Regions from separate parts of the Sus scrofa genome. Here region 1 is linked to region 2. The links are chromatin contacts, called in public Hi-C maps. All regions are on one chromosome and are shown on one strand. The core of a region is the stretch at or near the end of the contact, and the rest is flanking DNA. Distances in the headings are between cores, read along the strand shown.

The links. A called contact is a pair of places that touch in the nucleus more often than the background predicts.
Region 1: a Hi-C map of embryonic fibroblasts shows a contact between it and region 2, with 1.5 times the contacts expected there. The contact joins the promoter of AKT2 here to the promoter of LOC100522141 in region 2. A contact is called at or near these places in 2 of 47 Hi-C or Micro-C datasets (embryonic fibroblasts and undifferentiated spermatogonia) and 1 of 2 datasets of contacts at active chromatin or transcription factors (alveolar macrophages).

The regions. Positions count from the first base shown.
Region 1 is chr6:48,586,316-48,589,409 of Sscrofa11.1, forward strand. It overlaps AKT2 (AKT serine/threonine kinase 2), which reads right to left and starts at 1,609. Exons shown (of 14, transcript NM_001256779.1): 1 at 1,571-1,609; 2 at 1,560-1,568. The coding sequence starts at 1,604.
Region 2 is chr6:48,552,786-48,556,014 of Sscrofa11.1, forward strand. It overlaps LOC100522141 (cyclin N-terminal domain-containing protein 2), which reads right to left and starts at 1,589. Exons shown (of 8, transcript XM_021094385.1): 1 at 1,147-1,589; 2 at 869-1,066. The coding sequence starts at 1,152. It also overlaps a transcript of AKT2 not described here.

The sequences.
Region 1 (3,094 bases), core at 359-2,858, 34 kb after region 2:
CTCCGCTGCTGATGGGGAGGCCCAGCCGGGGGAGCCACCTCCGCCCCTCATCACCGCTCCGTGTCAGGGGGCTGGGACAGGGCAGGATGGGCGGGCACTTCTCCCAGTTCCTACAGGGCCAAGCCCATCAGCCTCCTCGCCCCCTCCAAATAGGCCTGGCCCAATCCCCTCTACGGACTCACAGCTGTCCCTTCGCCCTATCCCTGGCTAACTGTGGGGCTCGTGCCCTTGCTTCCTTCAGATCTTTATTCCAACACCCCCTCAGGGAGGCCCTCCCTGATCCCCCCGCTTAAGATCAGGCCCCCCTCCCCGGCTCACCCCCCCGACCCCCCTGGCCCTCACCACCATGCCACACAGTGGTCTACTTGGGTGCCAGCCGCCCTCCCTACCTAAGGTAAGACATGAACGGGGTATGTACACATTGACTGCTCATCAATAAATGTTTAAAAATGAAAAAAAAAAAAAATCCATAGGAGGTGGAGGACTTTTGCCCTCCTGGTTCGCCTCTGTATCCCCAGGGCCTAGACCAGTGCCTAGAACACAGGAGTGGCTCCATAAATGTATGCTGAGTGAATGAAAGCACCAAGGAGCACGGCTACCCCCAGGCCCGGCACCCCCCTCCCCAGGGAGGGTCCATGGAAGCCCGGACAGTCTGCCTCCTCCACTCCCCAGTGGCGCCTGCACAGGCCGACCGCGCGCAGGCTTCTTCCCAGCTGCCTCTGCACGCGGCGGTTCTGAGACGGGCCCACCTGGAGTCTAAGGGTCTCTCAGTCTCTTCCCTGACTTCGCTCCCCGCTGCCCACCAGCACAAGCAGATCAGCTTCACGGCATCCTGGGCGCCAGGGTCCGAGGCCGTCTCACCACTCCGCCGGCCTCCTCCAGCTCTCCCCCACTCACTCTGCTCCGGCCCCTCTGGCCAACTTTCCGTCGCAGGCACATCCCACCTTTGTGCTTGCTGTCCCATTCCCTGGGACACCCTTGCCCAGCTATCTGCATGGCGCACTCCCTCACTGCCAGGCCTCGGTCCACTGTCCCCTCCTCAGAGCTGCGTCCCTTGAACCCCGTCTTTCTCCAGCCTGTTTCCCTCAGAGCTCCTCCTTTTCACCACCTGACAGCATGGATCTGTTTATCTGTTTACTGTCTGTCCCCAGCACCCAATGGACTGCAAACTCCATGGTGGCACCACCACGTCCCCAGAGCCTGGGATGGCCAAGATGGCCTCCTACACACTCCACGAGTATCTGCCGATTGAATAAAGGCTGAAGAGCATCAGGCAGTGTTACTTCAGTGAAGGGATTTCCCCGCTCTCCAGCCACTCTGGCCAACCCTCCGTTCCTGAGAGTTGACAGGACCTCTGATGCAGGGGCAGAACTCAAGGCCTGGCTGGGGGGCTCATGCAGGGGGTCCAGCTAGACCTGGACACTCAGGCCCAAGCATCGTCACAGCTCCGCTGCCCAGACCTCCCTCAAAGATTCCATGAAATGGGCTTGTCAGGAGCTGTGGCCTGGGGCAGGCGGCGGGGGAGACACGCAATCCTCTGGGCACAAGCAGCCCCTTACCACGCTTGTGAGCCAGCCTTCTTTGATGACAGACACCTCATTCATGGTGGCAGCGTGACACGCTGTCACCTAGCTTGGGACAGCTCAGGGCAGCAGGACATGCAGGAGGCGTGGTGGACAGAGCGCAGTCTGCAAGACAAGAGAGAGGAGTCCGTCAGCGTGGGAGGGGGATTCGCCCTGGCCCCGCCGCCCAGCACAGCCTGCCTCCCAGGCCCCTCTGGCTGCTCTGACCTGCTGGAGCCAGGGAGGGTAGGGAGACCTGCCCCCCGGGCCCAGACTGAGGGGGAGAGGGGGCCTCGTCCCCAGGGACCCCAATCCTGGGGGGAGGGACACGACCTGCCCTTAGAGCCCTACTCTGGGAGAAGCAGAGCTCCCTAGCCTGGCCCTGCACTCAGGACACCTATGCTGAGCAGAGGCAGCCCCCCATGAACCCCTACTCCTGGCTGGGCCGAGCAGCTCCACCCCCCGCGGCATTCCCATGCCCCAGTGCTAAGGTCACCTGGGATGAATTAGACAGCCCTGAGCACCTGAGGGAGTGCTCAAAGCCACCAGCATCTGCCTGCCATCCCCAAATACACATGCACGCACGCGCGCACACACACACACTCCTCTCCAAACCACAGAGTCATCAACCTGCCACCTTTAGCAAACCAAGTACTGCACCAGGTCACCTCGTGTCGCTGCCTCAGCCTCAGTTCCCTCCTTGTCCCCACCAGATAACAGGAAAGAAAGAAAAAAAAAGATCTTGGCACTCCGGATCTTGAACAAGAAAGCAATCCACACACTTATCTGGGGTCCAGGAGACAGTCCTGGGGGCTCAACCAAGGCCCTGGTCCCTTCCCCAAGACCTCTGCTTCTGTCCTCAGGGACCAGCAGCCGACAGACTGACGGACGCCGAGGCCGCTGCTTCGTCTCAGGTTCCCGGGGCGGAGGGGAGAAGGGGGGCAGGCAGCCACCAGCTGGGCCCCTACCTGGAGCCACAGGCCTGGACAGGGGCCATGGAGTCCAAGGCGCCTTTCGCCTCTCCTGGCCTGGGGCTATTTGCGGACAGCAGGTCAGGAGCTACGGTGGCCCCCAGAGAAGCAGCAGCTGGTTCTGGGGACACCGTGGGCATCAGCTTTCTCTCGTGCCCCAGGGGAGCTGGCGGGCCGGACACACTACTGCATGTGACGGTGGCAGGCTGCCCAGGCCCTGGGCAGAGGAAGGGAGGTAAGTGGGAGGACGCCGGAGGAAGACAAGACGGACAGTGACAGGGAAGTAAACAGCACAGTGAGAAATCACGTTCTGAACTCGGAGCTGCAAAGACAGGGCCCAAAAGGGGCTCCCTCCCCGGCAGGTACTCCAGGAGCTCACACCTAGGAACTGAACACACCCGTGACCAGCAGACCTTCGCTCCTAAAAATCCCACCAGTCTGCGCTTCTATCTCTAACGAGACCAGGGTCTCCATCCCAGACTCCCTTCAAGGTGGCTCAGGGCCAGCGCCGTCCTCTGGAGGCCTGCCCCACCTCCTCCCTGGCCTCCCACCCTCCAATCT
Region 2 (3,229 bases), core at 339-2,838:
ATTCCCCACTCTTTGCATTGCTGACCTCTCAGTCATTTCAAGTCTCAGCTAAAATTTCCCTGACTTATTCTGTAGTTTTCCTTGCACCCCATCATCTCCAGCTCATCAATTTATTTTCCTCATAGTATTTTCAATCTGGAGATACCAGTGTTTGCTCGAATGTTTTAGGGTTTTGCCCCCAACAGGCTGCCACCCCCATGAGGGCAAGGAGTCTGTCCAGAACACGGCTGTGTCTGGGTCCCTCACAGAGACACCGGCCTGGAAGAGACGCTCACGAGATGTTAAATAAATGCGTGTTTCCTCTGGCGGTGCCTGCCTCAGACAGCGATCTGTGGACCACCACAGCCTGTGTTTCGGCTTTTGTGGCCCTTCTGAAACAATCGCCTACATTCGCTTGTTTCCCCACAATGAAGACAGACTGTCTCATGTTGTCCATCACAGCATCCCCAGGGCCTAGACACGCTCAAAAACATTTGTTAATAACTCCCTCAACAGTTGATAAATGAGTAAATGTGAGGCACAAGTACAAGGAGCCACACGTACGAGGAGTCACACAATATCAAAGGAGGGGCTGCCAACAGCCTGGGGAGGATGGGAAAGGGCATTTCCAGCGGTGGAAGCTGCAGGGTAAGAAAAACCAAGCCAAGAAAAAACAAGAGCAGAAAAAACAAGCCAAGAAGCTGGGGCGGGGGGTGTAAGGGCTGCAAAGTCTGGGAATTGAGGTGAGAGCTGAGGCTGGCGAGGTGGGAGTTGCGTCGCTTTGGCTTCGTCTAACCCCAACCCCTCTGCTGCCCTCCAGGGATGTGGGTGGCGCCAGCGTTGCCTCGGGCCTGCTGGCCCCCGAGTGTCCCGCCCCGGCTCCACTCACCAGGACTTCCGCGAGGAAGTCTCCCGCGTACTCGCGTTCCCCCTCCAGCCCCAGCGCGCTCAGAGCCTCCTCCAGCCCCGGCGGCGCGCACGGCCCCGACCGCCTCTCCAGGCGTCCTGGGGAGACGCCCCTGCCCGCCGGGACCCCGTCAGGGACTGGGGTGCTCCGAGGCTCTGGCTCGAGGGAGCCAGCTGGACTCTGCAAGGGAGAGGGGCTGGGGTCAGAGCCTGGGGATAGGCCTGAGCCGGGAGGGGGGAACCTGGCTCCTCTGAGCTCACCAGCATCTTTCAAGCCAAGCGCCCGCCTCTTCCCGCTGAAGCGGAGAACCTGGTCAAGGTTGGTGCTTTAAAAGCGCCAGGGCGCACGCGCGCTGAGCGCCTCACCTGGGCAGGTGCATAGGCAATGGTGAAGGTTACGCAGGCTGGCTCTGCCCCCTCACAATCCTGTAGGACGGGCAGCTGGAGAAAATCCTTGTCCTGCTACTCACTATCTGACCAGACACAGGCCCTTTGATCTTCCCTTTCGTCCCCAACAGTAGGGATTTAAAAACTTGCTTGACAAGAGGGAGTTGCCTGGTGGGTCAATGCATTAAAGATTCTGCCTTGTGGAGTTGCCGTCCTGGTTCGGTGGTTAACGAGCCCGACTAGCATCCATGAAGACGTGGGTTCGATCCCTGGCCATGCTCAGTGGGTTAAGGCTCTGGCGTTGCTGTGGCTGTGGTGTAGGCTGGTGGTTGCAGCTCCGATTGGAACCCTTAGCCTGGGAACCTCCATATGCCTCGGGTGTGGCCCTAAAAAAAAGCCAAAAAAAAAAAAAAAAAAAAAGAAGATTCTGTATTGTCACTGCTGTGGTGTGGGTTTGACCCTTGGCCTGTCCTGAGGAATTTGTAAGATCGTGTTTGTTAAATATCCAGCACAGAGACTAATACAGCAAAAGCTCAAGGCATGGGAGCTATAAATCCCATCACAAATATTGATGGAGGGCCTCTTCCTCTGTCACCTGTGGTTGCTGCCTTTACCACGCCCACAGACTACAACAAAGTGATCAGGGAAAGTCACCAGGGACCAGTCTGGACTAGTGCAGCAGCCTGCTCACTGCTCTTCCTGTCCCCATCCTCTACAGCCTGCTACATCCATGCAGTCAGCGATGACCCTTTGACACTTGGAGTAAGCTCACACTGCCTCTGTTCAGCACATCCCAGTTTCCATAACCCTCAGAAATTCCAAGAGCCCCAATATCATCTTCCCACCCCAAACACACCTTTGAGCTCATCTCCTATCCCTCTTACTCATTCCTCCCCCATCACACTGGCTTCCTGGCTCATCCTCACCCATGTCAAGCACAATCCTACCTCAGGACCTTTGCACCAGCTCTTCCCTCTGCCTGGAACCTCCTCCCTCAGAGACCTTTCACCTCCTATAAGATGTTTACTCAAATGTTACCTTCTCTATACAAAGTGCCATCCTGAGCATTTCCTGTGCCCATTCTGTGCACTTATTCTCTCCTTCGCACTTACTGCCTTATTTATTGTCTCCCTCTGGACTAGAATGTGGACCTCGTGAGGGCAGGGCTTATCTAGTTTTTTTTTTTTTTTTGGCTGGTATTTTCAGTGCCTAGAACAGGACTTGGCACATAATTGGTATTCAAATGTTTGCTGAATGAATGAACAGGCCGGATGTAACGTAAAGATGATGGTCTGGAGTTCCCCTTGGGGCTCATTGTCAGGGTGTATTCTCAGAGTCAGTACAGGCACACATCCAAGATACCGCAGGATCAATCCCAGACCACTGCAGTAAAGCAAATATCCTAATAAACTGAGTCACACAAATGTGTTTCCCAGCGCATATGGACGTTTACACTCTACTGCAGTCTACTGCGTCCAATAGCATTATGTCTAAAGAAATGATGTGCATACTTTCTGGAGTTCCCCTCCTGGCTCAGTGGAAACAAACCTGTCAAGCATCCATGAGGATGCAGTTTCAATCCCTGGCCTCCCTCAGTGGGTTAAGGATCCCACGTTGCTGTGGCTGTGGTGTAGGCTGGCAGCTACAGCTCTGATTGGAGCCCTAGCCTGGGAACCTTCATATGCCACGGGTCCTGGCCTTAAAAGACAAAACACCAATGTGCATACTTTAATTTTAAAATACTTTATTGCTAAAACACACACAAAATGCTAACCATTATCTGACAACACAGGACTACCACAAACTGAATTTGTTTAAAAAAAAAAAAAAAGCAGTATCTGCAAAGCACAATGAAATGATGTGCCTGTACCAAATAAATACAAAGGGAAAACAGTAACTTCACAGAGAAGCCTGACAGACACCACCTTATCCAAGGGCTCAGAGTCATCACCACGCA